2 separate regions of the Ovis aries genome follow, and region 1 is linked to region 2. The links are chromatin contacts, called in public Hi-C maps. All regions are on one chromosome and are shown on one strand. The core of a region is the stretch at or near the end of the contact, and the rest is flanking DNA. Distances in the headings are between cores, read along the strand shown.

The links. Hi-C and Micro-C count contacts between places; a contact is called where the count stands out from the background.
Region 1: a Hi-C map of hypothalamus shows a contact between it and region 2, with 7 times the contacts expected there. The contact joins the enhancer-like site here to the promoter of BRF1 in region 2. A contact is called at or near these places in 5 of 16 Hi-C or Micro-C datasets (hypothalamus, liver, muscle and 2 more).

What each region holds. Positions count from the first base shown.
Region 1 is chr18:67,395,243-67,398,933 of ARS-UI_Ramb_v3.0, forward strand. PACS2 (phosphofurin acidic cluster sorting protein 2) reads left to right here. Exons shown (of 24, transcript XM_027957488.3): 3 at 2,318-2,407. Among named protein-coding and RNA genes, the nearest start is that of TEX22, 27 kb to the right of the region's middle. Within about 2 kb of position 2,344, at least 1 of the 54 cell types and tissues checked has an H3K27ac peak or open chromatin away from gene starts, as enhancers often do. A contact at or near this core is called in hypothalamus, where this site is marked.
Region 2 is chr18:67,348,169-67,352,238 of ARS-UI_Ramb_v3.0, forward strand. It overlaps BRF1 (BRF1 RNA polymerase III transcription initiation factor subunit), which reads right to left and starts at 1,537. Exons shown (of 15, transcript XM_027957480.2): 1 at 1,322-1,537. The coding sequence starts at 1,505.

The DNA of each region.
Region 1 (3,691 bases), core at 1,094-3,593, 48 kb after region 2:
CTCCCGACAGGACCGCTGGGAGCACCTCGGGGGCCCAGGCCAGGCCGCCCTCTGGACTTGAGGTCAGCGTGGAGTCCAGGGCCTGGGGAGGAGAGCCTGGCGTCTGAGGAGAGGCTCCTGGCCCGAGGGGCGGCGGCACTCCCAGCTCAGGGGGCGCTGCCCACTCAGGAGCTGGCCCTGCTGGCCTGCAGGTGGCCCACTCTGCTCGGGGCCCTCTGGCCTGGGAACCTGTCTGGGTCAGAGCAAGGGGGTGGACCCTCCCTGGCGCCCGATACCCGCACCATTGACCTCTGACACAGCCGAGCCCCTGCTGGGGCCCTGTCCCTCCAGCTGCCCTGCTCGTGGTCCCACCTGGACCCCGTCCCTACGGAGCACTCGGCCCCTGACGGGCCCAGGCCCCTTTGCAGCCTCCCTGCCCGTCCTGCCAGCTCACCTCGGCGCTGCGTTGCCAGCCTGCCCCCCACGTGGCCTCCTCCCCAGCTTGTCCTTGGGCCTCCCGTCCCGCTGGGTCGCCTGCCTTTCAGCCCGCTCCCAGCTCCTCCGCCGCCCCCAGGCCCTCAGAGCAGATGAGCTGCCCGCCCCCGGCTGACCGCTGTGGTTGCTGCTGCCCCTGCCCGCGTCCTTGCTGGGACTCCCCTTCACCTGGCACAGGCCTGTCAGTTGAGGGCCGGACCCAGACGGGCTCAGGGGTGCAGGGAGCTTGGGGGCATGGCTGTGATGGGCACAGGGGTGAGGCCGGGGGTGGAGAGCACCAGGCCACGGGGTGTCCGCCCTCTGGGTGTGTGGGGGCTCCAGACCCCGCGTGCGTCCAGAGGGCGCTGTCCTCCCTGCGGGCCCAGCGCGGTGCCCTCCCCCTGCAGCTCCGTCAGCGTCTTCTCTGGGGCCGGCACCTGCTCCCACCCTCACCCGTCTCTGCGCCCCTCGTCCTGGTCGCACGCTGGGGAGCTGCCGTCAGCCAGGGGGGTGGCCTCTGCTTGCCTGCCCGCCCTGTGAGCCTGTCTCCTCGAGGTACTGCCCGGATGCGGCGCTGAGCTGGTCCCCCTGTGTCCACTTCCTGCACTCTGGAGCAAGTTCCTAAGGCTGTCTGCGTTGGGACGGCTGTTTTTTAAGATGATGCTATGGTTAACATCTTCAATCCATTTGGAACCTTTTCTGGGCCAAGGGGTCGGGACGGGGTGTTTTCTGCGGATCATCTGTGCATGTATCACGGCCATTTAGTGCTTAGCTTTTCCTGTCGGGCCTCCCTGGTGGCTCAGCCGGCAAAGAAATCCTCCTGCAATGCAGGAGACCTGGGTTCGATCCCTGGGTCGGGAAGATCCCCTGGAGAAAGGAAAGGCTACCCACGGCAGTGTTCTGGCCTGGAGAATGCCGTGGACTGTGGAGTCCGTGGGCTCGCCCAGAGCAGGGCGCGACTGAGTGGCTCCCACTCACTTTTCCTGCCGGCCCGCAGGCCCCTTGGTGTGCTATCCCTGGGTCTCTTTACCTCCGTCTCTCTGTTCCCCGGGTCTGGTTCGAGCTGGTGCTGCCCTCCCCGTCTTGCGGCCAGGCTGCTGGGCCTCAGTCACTGACCGCCTCACCCATTCTGCTGCGGGGGTGGGGGGAGGACACCATCAGGGTCCTGCCTTCCCAGGGACACGTGGCCTCTCGCCCATCTGCTCATCCACCTTCACTTCATCCCGGGAGTGCAGGGAACTTGGCGGTGACCCATCTCAGTCTCGTCTCCTCAAGCGCTGGGACAAACCTCTAGAGGAGGCTGTCCAGTTGCTCAGTCGTGTCCAAGTCTTTGTGACCTGATGGACTGCAGCACGCCAGGCTTCCCTGTCCCTCACTCTCTCCCAGAGCTTGCTCAAACTCACATCCATCGAGTCAGTGATGCCATCCAGCCATCTCATCCTCTGGCGTCCGCTTCTCCTCCCGCCTTCAGCCTTTCCCAGCATCAGGGTCTTTTCTGATGAGTCAGTTCTTCGCATCAGGTGGCCAGAGTGTTGGAGCTTCATCTTCAGCATCACTCCTTCCAGTGAATGTTCAGGGTTGATTTCCTCTAAGATTGACTGGTTTGATCTCCCTGACGCCCAAGGGACTCTCCGGAGTCTTCTCCAGCACCACAGTTCGCAGCAGGTCAGAGGATACGGGCTGTTTTAAGGCTCCGGATGAACCCCCGGTAGTGCCTTTGGGAGTCACATGCGCAGGCCTCCCGCCCCCTCCCCGGCGGCAGCTCTTCCGCTGACACTTTGAAATGAACTGACTCGCCGGCCGGCCGTTGCCCTTCCGCTGCGACGTGCCCTCTCCTGAGTCCCGCTGCCTTGCTCTCTGCCAGGGCTCCAAGCGGATCCTGCGGTCCCACGAGATCGTGCTGCCCCCTAGCGGCCAAGTGGAGACGGACCTGGCGCTGACCTTCTCTCTGCAGGTGGGCCCCGCCCCGCCCCGCGCCGGCGCCGCCGGCAGCTCTCCCCGGGGCGGCTCTCCCCCGGGGCGGCTCTCCCCCGGGGCGGCTCTCCCCCGGGGCGGCTCTCCCCCGGGGCGGGCTCTCCCCCGGGGCGGCTCTCCCCCGGGGCGGCTCTCCCCCGGGGCGGCTCTCCCCCGGGGCGGCTCTCCCCCGGGGCGCGCTCTCCCCCGGGGCGGGCTCTCCGGGGTTAGAAATGCGCTCGGGGTGTTAGAGCGAGTCTTTCCTCGCATTCCCACGGTGAAGAGAGGGTGCTCAGGTTCGGTCATCTCATGCGTGTTTAGAAGAGATGCGGGTTGGGGAGGGGCAGAAAGCAACTCCGCGTTTCAGACGGAAGAGCCGGAGAAGGGGCGGGGCCACGGGCCTCCCGCCTGTCGGTCCAGGCCCCTCGGGTGTTCCGGGCTGCGCTGCTGGTGGGCTTTAGACCAGGACCCCCGACCCTGTGTGAAGCAGCGGTCTCCCGGGGGGCGGGTGCTGGGCAGGCCAGAATCCCCCAGGCTGCTGCTCCCCCCCCTTCTCTGTGCGTGATTAAGACCCGAGGTGTTTCGATTCAGCCCTTTCCGTTCTGGCTGAGCACGCCTGCCGTATTAGCGTCAGTGCCTCCAAACCCCAGAAGCCCCTGTCGCTGTGAGCGAGTAAGAAAGGGCTGTGCTGCGGCCAGTCTGCGAGAGCCCTGCCAGCCCCACCCCCACGCCCCCGACCGTCTGCAAGACCCCTGCCAGCCTCCCCCTCAAGACTGCCCTCCAGACCACCTGTGAGAGCCCTGCCAGCCCCCCCACCGCCCGCCCCTCAGACTGCCTGCGAGACCCCTGCCAGCCTCCCCTGCCAGACCCCTGCCAGCCTCCCCTGCCAGGCCGCCCCCCAGACCGCCCCCCCAGACCACCCCCTAGACCACCTCCGAGAGCCCTGCCAGCCCCCCCACCACCCGTCCCCCAGACTGTCTGCAAGACCCCTGCCAGCCTCCTCCGCCCCCAGGCCGCCTCCCTGCCCCAGCCCCATGGCGGCTTCTGGGCTTTGTGTTGACTTTTCTTTGTGGTGGTGGTGGTGAGGAAAATCAGGTTCTATCATTATTATTTTTTTTATTTATTTGGCCACATCAAGTGGCTTCTGGGATCTCAGCTCCCCAACCAGGGACTGAACATAGGCCCTCAGCAGTGAGAGCGAGTCCCGACCGCCGGGGAATGCCCCAGGAATCAGGTCTGTTGAGTGTAATTTCCAAAGCGTGCGGTTCGCTGTTTCCAAGCCTGT
Region 2 (4,070 bases), core at 287-2,786:
TTCGAGAAAGGACAGTCTTTCAAGGAATGGTGCCGACGGAGTTCCCTGGTGGCCTAGTGGTTAGGATTCTGGGCTTTCACTGCCAAGGCCCAGGTCCAACGCCTGGCCAGGTGGCGTGTGGCCAAAAAGAAAAACAAGCAGACAGCCACTGCAAAAAACAAGCCTCAGCCTACACCCCACACCTTGCATGAAGCTTAAATTCAAGATGGCCATAAGGCTAAATATAAAGCACTAGAAAGTGAAACTTAGAAGAACAGTGTGTCTCGGGCTCAGGAAATTTCTGAGAATGACAGAAAAGGTACAATCTGGAGAAGGGGACAACAGAGGATGAGGTGGTTGGATGGCATCACCGACTCAATGGACATGAGTTTGAGCAAATTCCGGGAGATAGTGAGGGACAGGGAAGCCTGGAATGCTGCAGTCCATGGGGTCCCAAAGAGTAGAACACGGCTTCGCAGCTAAACAATAAAAGAAAAAAATCAAAAAGGGGACCGCATCTAATTTAAGCTTTTAATCAAAATTTCAAACTTCTGCAAATAACCTGTCTAGCGAATGACTTGGAACTACAATATTTAAAGAGTGCTCAAAACTCAACCTGTATAAAAACAGTAAGAAAACAGCCTGCATAAAACTACCCACAAAAGTACCGGAACAGACCTTTCAGCAAGGGAGGTTTACAGCTGTTTCACAGCACTGTGCCCGAGGGGAGAGCACTAGCGTGGAGAGGAGGCGCCACAACACGCTAGGGACGCACGGAAAACGCATATAAAGGTACAGACAACCCCAAGCCCCGGCTAAGGAGCTTACGAGAATGCACACCGGAGTTGCCACATTGGAAAGTCAGTTTGGGGGCTTGTTACCCCGTTAAACGCACAGCTGCCATCCGGTCCTGGGTGACCGGCGTCCGTGGCAGGAGCCACCCGCCACGCTCCCGCAGCTCCCTTCGGATCGCCTCGGACTCGCCGTGGAAGGGCCCCGCTGCGCGCAGCGCCCCGGGCGAGTCTCCAGGGTCCCGGGCTGAGGGACGGAAGCGGGTCCCCAAGGGTGGCTCCGGGCCCCGGAGAGCCAGCCGCGGGCGCCGGGGAGCTCCGTCCTCAGGGCGCGGCGACTGAGTCCCGAGGCGCGGGGATCCCGGCCCCGGAGCCGCGGGGCCGAGCCGCCCACCGCGGGCTGCGGGAGGCTGACGTCCTCGACCCCCGACAGCCGGCCCCGAGGGGCCAGGCGACTGCGGGCGGACCACGCCTGGAGCCCGCGCCGCGCTGTTATCGAGCGCTCCCGCCCGCCCCCGGCCCCGGCCGCCGGGACCCCCACCGGGACGCACCGTCCAGGGACACGAACTGGCCCACGGCCGACGAGCCGCCGCCGCTGCTCTCCACGAACTGCACCTCGGACACGATGATGTTGTCCTCGAGCACCGAGCCGCAGCCGGTGCACACGGCGTCGCCGCGCGCCGCGTCCAGCTCGATGTCGGTGCCGCCGCACCCGCGGCACACGCGGCCCGTCATGCCGGCGGCTCCGCGGGCCCGGCCCGCGCCCCAGGCCGCCCGCCGCCGCCGCCGCCGCCGCGCCGCTCAGACTCTCGCGAGGCCGCCGCCGCCGCCGCCGCCGCGCCCGCCGATTCGTAGCGGCAGATTCGCCGCGCGCGCACCGGAACGGCGCCGCCCGCCGCGGCCGTGCCGGGCGGGACGGCCGCGGGCTCCTGGGCCGAGGACTCGAACCTGCAGCCCCGCGCCGGGAACGCAGCCACCGGGCCCGGGACTCGCACCCACCGGGCCCGGGACTCGCACCCACAGGCCGCAACGGCGGGCGCAGGGCTGGAGGGGGGCGGGGCGGGAAGGGGCGGGGCGGGACCTCTGCTCGTGGGCGGGGCCTGGGCCCGCGCCGGCCGCGGTGGGCGGGGCCTGATGGGCTGGCGGGCGAATCCCGGGCCGCGGGCGTGGCTCGAGGTGCGGGGCCTGGAAAGGAGCGCTCGGGACTGGTCGGCTCAGGCCGAGGGTGGAGACCCGGCCCGGCCGCCCGCCCGGCTCGGTGCCTTCAGGCCGGGCCTCCGCCCGTGGGTGCCCCGGCCCCCCAGTGCCTTCAGGCCCGGCCTCCGCCTGTCGGTGCCCCCGCGCGCTCTGCCGGCAGGCCCCACCTCGTAACAGTCGCTCGTGCCGCCCGTGCTCACCCACGGCGGGAACGTTTCTGTTGCTGTTACGTCGTCTCCAGAGGCCGTTGGGTCCCCGGAAATGGGCCTGAAAAGAAACGCACAAGGCCGCGTGACCTGATCTGTTTCTCAAGCAGGGATCGAACCCAGCCTGCCACAGCGAAAGTCCAGAGCCTTAACCACTAAGCCAGCAGGGAACTTCCAAGACCTCGTTTCTTAAAAAACTTAAACCTTGACTATAAGACTGTGGGAGCTCTAACTAAATCCGAAAATGCCCCGTTCCCACTTGAAAGCAGTGTTGTAAATACTTAAACTCTTCATGAGCCAGTGTGTACATTCTATTTAATCCCAGCCGTAATGTCAACAGGATTTTCACATGACTCAATAAGCTGATCCTAAAGTCATCTGAATAACACACTGCACAAGAGCAGGCAAGAAAATTCTAACAAAGAGAAAATCCTGAAAGAAAGAAAGCTCAAGAAGAGGGAACTGCCCTTCTGTATATGAAAATATTATACCTGGCTACATCCATTAAGCCGCATGGTGTTTTACAGGGACAAACGGACTAAAACCCAGAGTACAGACACAACCCCAACTCTGTGGGAATTTGGGGGTCCCGGACCATTGCGGGAAAGACAGACCGTTCAACGGCGATGGAATCCGCATCGAGAGGAGGGGAAGGATGAATTGAACCCCAGCCTCACACTGCTCTAAACCTAAATCCCAAGTGCCACTGAATGGAGAAAGTAGAACAGGCTCCCACAGTCTGGTACAGGAGGGCTGAGCAGACTCCAGGAGACAGTGAAGGGCAGGGAAGCCACGCAGCAGTCCATGGGGGTGGCCCAGAGGCGGACGCGACTGAGCGACAGCGTCCAGAGCCCGCGGGAACTGCAAGTCTGCAGCGGGTCCCAGTCTTGGGGGAGGGTGGTCTGAGCCCACCCTGCGCATCAGCATCTCGCCCTCCAGGCCATCCTCACCACAGGGCATGGCTGCCTAGCCAGCTAAGCTGATGACAGGCGGGACAGCTGGTCTTTTGTAGGGAAGCGCAGAGCTTCTGTCTCCCGTCTCACGCTGAGGAAGCAGAGGCTGCTGCCGTGCCGAGACTTGCCTTCGTGCAGATGGACTTGCTCCTCGGGGAGGACCCCAGAGTATTTCTACCCTCAACAGGCTTCACGTGGGCACCTCGATCCCCAGAATTGTCCTAGGAAATTACTGCTTCGTGGTCCGATTTCAGTATGTTAGTCATCAATTGTTGCCTAACAAATAACCACAAAAGTTAGCCGCTTAAAATGACAAGCTATCATCTCACAGATTCTGTGAGTCTGGGGTCTGGGAGGGGCTTCCCAGGACAGTTCTGGCCCGGGGTCTTCAGACGCTGTGGTCACAGTTTTGGCCAGGGCTTGTCCTCTGAAGACTGTGCTGGACTGGGGAGGGGGGTCTGCCTCCAAGCTCCCTCACGTGACTCTTGGTAGGGCCTGAGCCTCTCCCAGGGGTCCCTGCAGTGTCCTCACCAGGGGCCGGCGGGCTTCCCCACAGCCAGGGGCCGGAAACCGCAGGACAGAAGCTGCAAGGTTTTGATGACTGACCCAGCATCACTGCACCAGCTCCACCTGGGCGGCAAGCCCACACCCGAGCGGGGAGGACTTGGGACATATTTGAAAGCACCCCCAGCTGGCCCCCTGCCCCTCCCTGACACACACATGGGGCCCAGAGGTCCGGCTGGCCCCGAACTCCAAGCCAGCTGCGGGCTTCTAAGAGAGGGCGCTGGCGAGAGAGAGACCTGGGGTCCGGGGTGCTGAGAGCGCCTCCTGTCCCACACAGAGGAGAAAAGAGTCCCAGGACAGAGAGCCAGGCCAGCCCCAGAGCAGCAGCTGCGCAGGACGCTGGACGCTGGACACTGGACGCTGGGATGGCTGTCTCCCTC